Linked DNA regions of Mus musculus: all the other regions are linked to region 3. The links are chromatin contacts, called in public HiChIP or PLAC-seq maps. All regions are on one chromosome and are shown on one strand. The core of a region is the stretch at or near the end of the contact, and the rest is flanking DNA. Distances in the headings are between cores, read along the strand shown.

Region 1 (2,700 bases), core at 161-2,660, 150 kb before region 3:
AAGCCTGGAGCTAAGCACCCTGAGGACAGATGCAGGTTTCTTCCGGCTCTCTCTCTTCTCTCTCTCTTCTCTCTCTCTCTCTCTCTCTCTCTCTCTCTCTCTCTCTCTCTCTCTCTCTCCCTCTCCTCCACCAAGTAGGAGGCTTTCTGGGCTTCTGTGATACATATATTAGGTTGCGAAGCTCAGAACTGAGAGACCCCAGGGACAAGGAAAAGATAAAAGCAATGGCAGGGATGGGAGCCTCGCCCCTCAGGCTGTAGACATGGGTGGCAGAGCACTGAGCTTGTGGTGTGGTGATGCCATCAGGATGTTGCTAGGACAGTGAGGCACTCCCAGAAGCCTAAGAGTGCCTGGGGCTCCCAGAGAATTAGTGTGCACCATGAGTAATGTGAATCCGGTTTGAAACTTCTATTTGGAATTCTATATGAGCAACAGTTCATGTCTCTGAGCTCAGTCATGGTAGCCTACATTCACAGGCACCACACAGATCTGACTTCTAAGGATCGATCGTTGAAGGGAACAAGTAACATCGGCAATCAGCAATAAAAACAACTGGATAGTGTTTACTGTTTGCTCTGTGTGTGTGTGTGTGTGTGTGTGTGTGTGTGTGTGTGTTACTGAATACTTGCTCGGTAAGCACTCTACCACCAAGCTAGACCTCCTATGCTCTGTTTACTTTTTATTTTGAAAGAGTCTCACTCAATTGCTTAGGCAGGCCTTGAACTTGTGATCCTCCTGCCTTGGGCTCTAAGTGGCTAGGGTTACAGACCTGTATCATTAAGACCTGCCCAGTGTATACTCTCATATACTTTATATTTGAGGACTTTGGAGTTCAGAGAAGCCTGTATCTGTCCCCCAGGATGCCTAGCTTCAACCTCAGTCTCCCTGGCCCTACCCCCACCTTTAGTCTCTGGTTCCTCCTTTGGGGGAGAACTAACATCTATAATGAACTCCAGCAGACCAGTTTGTCTAATTGGTATTCTCCCTGTGACCTTGTTCCTCTTTGACCCCGCCAACTTGCCAGCCCCTCCACCTAGAGCTTAATGCCAGGATTCCTTGTGTTCCTGAGTGATGTTCCCCTTCTTGGACAAGGACATAGGCACCCACCGATCTTCAATCCAGTCCCTCTGACATAAGGAATAAGCATAAGGGACAGGCCTTGCCATTCTACACCCTGCAGGTGTGTGTCCTTAATAAGCCCATCCCCCAATCTGGGGAGCTGCTAAAGGCTCCTGTGGCAGGACACAATGCCTCAAAGGAATCTCTTTAGACTCTGCCTCAAATTTGCCTGTTAGAGCCACCTGCTCTGCTCAGAACACATGCAAATTTCCACCACTCGCCCAGTCTTTGAACTCTAGCCTTTCCTTCAGCATCCTTGACCACGGAAATACTGCGTTTTGCTTTCCGATAGTGCCCTCGTGTGGCAGAAATCAGAACTGCAAGTTATAGACCGGGACGCAGCCAGAAACCAACAATTGGCAGGTTTCCCTTTTGAAACTAACAACCTTTTAGTGTTATCAGTCTCTGTAGCAACCAACAAAGCTATTAGGTCACCGGGATATATCAGTCCCCTCTCATTTAGATAAAATTCTATCAGGAAATTCTAAGTTCCATTCTTGAGAAAAGAGAAAGCATTCTTTGGGTGCATCTTTCTGTTTGTGTCAGGAGAGGACCCTTGTGGCAGGGGCAATCTATTATACAAAGTTTGTGTGGCCTTCCTGCAGCTTTGAAAAAAAAATCGCCAGGCGTGGTGGCGCACGCCTTTAATCTCAGCACTCAGGAGGCAGAGGCAGGCGGATTTCTGAGTTCGAGGCTAGCCTGGTCTACAAGGTGAGTTCCAGGACGGCCAGGGCTATACAGAGAAACCCTGTCTCGAAACAAAACAAAACAAACAAACAAACAACCCCCCCCCAAAAAAAAAAACAGGCTATGTTAAAAAAAAAAATCTCTTATTCAGGAAGCATGAGATGGTACCGGCAATATCTGCAGGTTCTCTCCGAGATTGGACATGCCGGGAAGAGCATAGGATCTGGAGTGTGGTTGATAGACACCCCACCCGGGAAAACTGAGTGTCCCTTTCCCAGCAGGAACCATCTCCAAATAGCTTCTTGGTTAGGGATGGAACTTTGTGTCCGCTTCCCCTTCTCTGTGCTGGGATTTTGTCTAGCTTGAACGTGTCACAGTCTCTGTGAGTTCGTACGTGTAGCAACCTTGTCGGGTCTAGAAGACGTTGTTCCTTGGCTTCATCCCCCACCTCTGGCTCTTACAGTCAGTCTGTCTGTCTGTCTCCTCTTCCACACAGACCTTAAGCCTTGAGGGGAGGAGTTCGATAACAGTGTCCCATTCAGGACTGACAGCTCCAAAGTCTCTCACTGGTCGTCCTTACCCAATAGCAGTTACCTTTCTCCTGGCTTTTCCTTAAGTGCTGGGTCTAGGACCGAGGGTCCCACACTTAGCTGAGCAAGCCCTTGACCTCTGTGCCCTCCTCCAGTAGTGGTTGTCTGAGGAAGAGGATTTTATGTCTGAAAACGTTTTCACTTCATCACTCGTACTTGATTTGAACTTTGCCGGGGAAAATCCTTTTGAAGACATTTAGGAGTTTTGGGGACTCAGGAGGTTCTGTTTGACTTCCTCTCTCTCTGTCACCAGATTGGGGGAAACTCTTTAACCAGAGACACATTGATCCATTCATTGTCTGTT
Region 2 (2,700 bases), core at 5-2,504, 210 kb after region 3:
TCCAAACAGCCTTTGCCAAACTTAAGCCTTTCTGCTTTTGTTCTTTGAGGTCATTGGCTTCTTTGGGTGTTTTCTGATATTTTTGTTGCTGGGTTTTGGTTTTGGTTTTGGTTTTCGTTTTGGTTTTTTACTTCAGTAAATATCCTTCTATGTGTCTCCTTACACATTCATTGTATTCTTCTCAGTAGTGAAATTATCTTGACTAATTGTCATTCCTCTAGCATCTCTCTTCAGTAAACACCTAGCAGCCTGTTCTGTGAGGCTTTGCCCATGAATGCCCAGCAGCTTGCCACCAGTGGATGGCCTGGGTGATTGTCTCCTCCAGGAGCCTGGAAGCCCCATGGCCTCAGTCCCTCTGCAAGCACAGGAGCCAAGGGAGCAGGGGTTCTTTCCTCAGCCCCGAGACCACCAGGTCTGCAGCCTCCCACTGCCAGGCTCCAGGGCTTCCGTGTAGGTCTCTTGCTTGAGAAGGTTTACGGAGCCCCTCTGGCCAGCTTCCAGGGAACCAGGGATTCAAACAGTCCTTCCCCAGAGGGAGTGCTTTTGTTCTGGACACTCCACGGAAGAAAATGTGCCTAAGGTACACCAGGAAATTGTATCTAGCGAGCATTTCCCCCAATTTCCAGGACTCTTTTTAAAATAAGTTTTAGAGTTATCTTTATTCTTAGACTATTTCAAAGGAGTACAATGATTCTTGATCCTATCTAACCAAAACTGCCCCTTTGCATTTTCTATGTTACTCTCTAAAGCACCCTCTTCTGTGTTACTTACCAAAGTGGACACTGACCCTACTCTCTAGGATCCTCCTATCGGGGCGAATCATGAAAATACCTGACTGGAAGTGACAGCAGAAGAGGGTCAACTCATAACAGGTGGTCAGCGTGGCTGTTCCGTAAAAGAGCCGCTCTTCCCCTCTCACAGTGTGTTTAGTGAATCCTGAGATCTGCCTACTGAGTTCTTCTCGAATTTTCAGTCCCCCTTTGTTTATATGTTGGAAGCTGGTTGAATGTGGGTGTCACTTGGGCCCCTTTCTTATGCTCATGATTTTTTTTTTAATGGTGTTTCGTTCCTCTTAACAGTTTTTCCTGATTAAAATTATTTTAGTGGTTGGTTTCTTTAAGCCACTGAAGAAGCTTTGTAACGTATGATTTGTCTCTTAATGTCTCATTTCATTTGTTACTTTGAAGAAAACACAAGATGACTCATAACAAGACTTCCTGTGTAACAGTGGGCAGGAAGCTGGGCAGGGATTGGTACCCATTATCACTGTAGCTTTCTGTTTGTCTTTAGAGGGGTGAAGATCTGAACAATGTAGTGCCCCCGTGCCAACTCAAATTGTCTCTTTTCTCCCCTTGAAGCATTGCTATGGCAACAAAAGAGAATATGACTTCCCAGAGAGGAATGCTCAAGTCAATTCACAGCAAGATGAACACTCTGGCCAGTATCCTTTGTGAAATGTTGGTGGGGTGAAGGGCTTGTTCTTTTTGTTCTCCGTTTTATTGGGGTAGAGGTGCAAATTATGCACACTGGTAGAGCCCTTAGCAATTGAATCGTGTGAGGACTGCTTTACTTTGTGATAAACTTATGTTTAACACTATTTCTAGAGAACAGCTCACCAGAGATTTCATTATAGATATTTATATTTACAAAAGTATTCACAAATTATTTTTGTCCTTAAAAGCTCTGACTCCACATTAGTATTCCCTGCATGTGTTCGTGACCACCCCGCCTCACACTGTGGTTTAATTGCCACTTTGGAGGATGTCAGTTGTAGGCAACTGGAAGGGGCGGGGACACTGCAGGTGTGCTGTACCTGTTGGTAGATTGTGACTACACAAGTCCCAGGGCGGAGGAGAGGCTCCACTTGTCAGTTGTGACCTCTGCTTTAAAGTTTTAGCTTCTCAACTTAAAGTAGATAAGACTGCACCAGAGACGCTCAGGGGTGGGGTCTTCCCAGATGACTGTGAGGAGGAACTTGGGATTTTCAAACGGTGAACATCGTCTGGTCCGTAGTAGTTTAAGGGCACTCTTACCCTGAGATCTAATTGCCTAAGAAAGAGGATATCCCTGGCATTGCTTGGCACTTTCCAGTCCTTTGTCAATGTTGTTACTAGTCAAGTGTAAAAAGCACACATCCCAAACCACGTGTGCTCACACATGCTGGGCAGTTTACACAGCACACTGCCTTACCCACACTGCGTTCTCTCACCCCATAGAGGGGACAGAGTGGGGACTTTTTGATTTTTTTTGCAGATAAAGAAGTAGGCTCAAGAAAGGGGCCTGGCCCATATCCACAGGGCCAGGACAATTTGGCAAAGTGGAGATTCACATTTCAAATTCCCATGATCTTTCTTTCTTTGTGTGCATTGCATGTTTCTGTGGCACGCATGTGGAAGTCAGAGGCCAACCTCAGACACTAGTCCTTGTCTTCCACTACTGTGAGACGGGGTGTCTGCTGTTCCTTTGCTTACCCCAGGCTGGCCCGTAAGCTTCTCCCCGTAGGAAAATGAGGACTGCAGGTGCTTGCACTGTGCGTTGACATTTTATGTGAGCCTGGGGGCTCAGTCCCTCATGCTTCTATAGCAAGCACTTGTGTCCACTAAGTCGTCTCCTCAGCCCCCAGTGTGTGTTCCATGAAATCATCATATTGTTCTGCTAGCCCCACTTCTCTCCCTGTCACCCACCTGAATTTGAATCTCC
Region 3 (2,700 bases), core at 127-2,626:
GTAACTACTGACAGGAACTATGAGAATAGCAACTCCAGCTGCAACCACAGAGCATATTTAAAAATAGCCGGTTACAATCTGTTGTAATCACTTTATGTTTTTTTCTATTTTATACATTTGGACTTTAGGGCAATTCTGGGACATCTCCTATGGTATGGATATTTTTCCATTAATTATTAATTATTTGGCACAGGCCAAATCTGTTAGTACATAGCTCATCTTTTGCTTTAGGTTTATCTGTCTGCAACTTGATAAGCTGTTTCTCTCTTCTGCTACTTCTAGATGAACTGTTAAGATTAAAACTGCACGAGAACAAACCGCACACATCCAACATCACATAATATCAAAACATGATGATATGCATTCAAAGACCACCATCTGTCACGTTAGGAAACAAACTAAATGCTAATAGGCCACAGAACACTGAAGCCACCACACAGGTGATGTTCTTGGGCCTGCCCTTTTCTAGTGCCTATTCTCTGGCTTACTACAAGTTCTGTCAATGCTACAAAGCTCTGTTATCCCAGGGCCATTTTTAGGACAACAAAATGTGCTGCTGTCAATAAAGTAGGCAAGAAGTCGTAGACCTCACCAGAGCTCTTCTGGTTGGTGACTGGCTTGCCTTCCTGAGGCACAACGTGTTGAAACACATGCTGAGCACCCTGGACCGTGGCCCTCCTCAGACATATGTCCAGCAGATCGTGGGTGGTCCCGACATTCTGGGCAAGTACGAACTGAGGGTCAGAATTTAGTTTCTGGATCAAAGCAGATACCTTCTCCGAATTTAGTCCTGTGGGAAGATCAAACGCCATTATAATTATATCCCCTCCCAAAGAGGCTGACGGGGACAGCTTTAGGATAGGGTCACCGTAGATCCTAGATTTAACTTCGCAAGAGCATCCTGCAGAGTGCTGTACCAGAAAGCCCTCTCCCGGCATCCTCCCCGCGTGATGTCGTCTCTCTCCTGGTGCTCTCCCACCCTCCCGGAGGGCTACATCCCGGCCCTCGCCTAGGTCCGTCCCCCCCTCCCCACCCACCCCCATCCCATCCCACGGCCTTTCACGCCGCCGGGCCTCACGGGTCCGCCGAGCCCGGGAGAGGACCCGGGAAAACACTCGTGGTACCAGCGGTGCCTCACCTGCGTTGTTCATGGCGCCCAAACTGCTTCGTGGAGGAAACGTTAGTTTTCAGGGTTTTCAGGTGAGCTCTGGGGTTACACTACAGTCCGCTGCCTAGCTGGCCGGACCTGGTTCTCGCACCCTAAGCGCCGGAAGAAGGAAACCCGCTCAATGGTGGCCGAGAGAAACGGGGTCCGCGGAGGGACAAAACTCCCCCCTCGCGTTGCTGAGTCAGCGCCATCGGGGCTAGCCCCGCCCGGGGGAGGGCCGACAGGGGCGGCCTTTCAGACTCTGGGGCCCGCACCTCGGCCCGGGAGCGGCAGGGCGAAGCCACCCACGATTGCAGCCCCCACTGCCAGCATTGCTCACTCTTCGCCTCGGCTGCGCCCTCCGCCATCTGTGATCCCTCTTCCTGGCTTCAAGGGCGCCCTCCCGGGATCCCAAGCTCCTAGAGGAAGGAGGCTGAGGGTTCCGTGCTGATGAACCCAGATCCCTCACTGTCTAGCATTGGGGAAACTGACGCTTAGAACTCCTTTGAGAAGCCAGAGGAGGTTTTGTGAAGTGAAAAGGAAGTAAGGGACCCAAAATTAGCCATGGGACGGCAGATCTCAAGAAATCCACCCAAAGGCTTTTCCTGTAGGCACTTAGCTGACCAATCTGTTCATCTTTTTCAATTGCAACTTGTTGCTTAGAGTCTAGTGAGAACAAAGTTCTTGTATTTGAAAGGATTTTGGAACCAATCTCTTTCCCACCCACCCATAAGCTACTACCACGGTTCTACAAATACACATCTGCTCATTTCATCTACACATTCTGGGCTTCGCAAGGCTCATGAGTGGTTCCTATTGAGCCCAGCTTGGGCTAAGGAGAATGATTACGTCAATTTTATGCTTTTTTTTTTTTTTTTTTTTTTGCTAATATCTACAAAACCTGTAAATCACACACACACACACACACACACACACACACACACAGAGTCTTCGAGATAATTAATCAGTTTTTCAAGACGGGGCGGGAGAGTCCACTGCATAATAAAATAAGTACAAATGCACACTGTAGCCTTACTATTCAGATTTTCCATGGAGCCTAAAACCTAAGTCTTAAATTGAAAATCACCCATGGTTCAGAGGAATTCTGATGTCTGGAAAGTGCCACATGCAGACAGCCATCTGTCACTTGAGAATTCAGTCTCTGTGTCCCTGAGAGACTTAGCTAAAGACCTGCAATTCGACATAGCAACCATCTCCAAGGGAGCCCATCAACTACCCTATCCTGTGGGGCTTTTTTTTTTATTTTTTCCATTTTCTGAAGAAAAAAGAAACAAGCTACAACTCATGCTGAAAGAAATCATGGGCCCTTTCACCAAATAAATAAATAAATAAACAAACAAATAAATAAACAATAAAAATGATGTTCAAACTTCCTGCCCAATTGGACTCAGCCCAAAGAATAAAATTGTATTCAACATTTGTGGTGTAACAGGTCCTCAGCAAGTTTCTGCTGATATAAAAAAAATTAAAAACTTTAATCTTGTCATCAAGAGACTCATGATGTGGGACTGGGAGATAGCCCAGCAGATAAA

Evidence for each region. HiChIP or PLAC-seq counts read pairs in DNA pulled down with a chosen protein or histone mark.
Region 1: a contact with region 3 is called in an H3K4me3 HiChIP or PLAC-seq map of bone marrow-derived macrophages, with 2.6 times the contacts expected there. The contact joins the enhancer-like site here to the promoter of Blmh in region 3. A contact is called at or near these places in 2 of 15 datasets of contacts at CTCF or cohesin (large pre-B cells and pro-B cells), 6 of 484 Hi-C or Micro-C datasets (the Ba/F3 cell line, DN3 thymocytes, Th1 cells and 3 more), 8 of 115 datasets of contacts at active chromatin or transcription factors (the 230-238 cell line, T-cell acute lymphoblastic leukemia, bone marrow-derived macrophages and 3 more) and 3 of 9 other capture datasets (adipose tissue, liver and pancreatic islet).
Region 2: an H3K4me3 HiChIP or PLAC-seq map of the 230-238 cell line shows a contact between it and region 3, with 19 read pairs. The contact joins the enhancer-like site here to the promoter of Blmh in region 3. A contact is called at or near these places in 1 of 484 Hi-C or Micro-C datasets (nephron progenitors), 4 of 115 datasets of contacts at active chromatin or transcription factors (the 230-238 cell line, effector CD8 T cells, embryonic stem cells and 1 more) and 1 of 9 other capture datasets (liver).

Annotation. Positions count from the first base shown.
Region 1 is chr11:77,099,046-77,101,745 of GRCm38.p6, reverse strand. All of the region lies in intron 17 of Efcab5 (EF-hand calcium binding domain 5), which reads left to right. Among named protein-coding and RNA genes, the nearest start is that of Nsrp1, 22 kb to the right of the region's middle. Within about 2 kb of position 1,410, at least 27 of the 459 cell types and tissues checked have an H3K27ac peak or open chromatin away from gene starts, as enhancers often do. A contact at or near this core is called in the 230-238 cell line, bone marrow-derived macrophages and pro-B cells, where this site is marked.
Region 2 is chr11:76,733,310-76,736,009 of GRCm38.p6, reverse strand. Gosr1 (golgi SNAP receptor complex member 1) reads left to right here. Exons shown (of 9, transcript NM_016810.4): 8 at 1,359-1,441. Among named protein-coding and RNA genes, the nearest start is that of Gosr1, 29 kb to the left of the region's middle. Within about 2 kb of position 1,254, at least 72 of the 459 cell types and tissues checked have an H3K27ac peak or open chromatin away from gene starts, as enhancers often do. A contact at or near this core is called in the 230-238 cell line, effector CD8 T cells and memory CD8 T cells, where this site is marked.
Region 3 is chr11:76,944,332-76,947,031 of GRCm38.p6, reverse strand. Blmh (bleomycin hydrolase) reads right to left here and starts at 1,376. Exons shown (of 12, transcript NM_178645.4): 1 at 1,139-1,376; 2 at 593-790. The coding sequence starts at 1,151.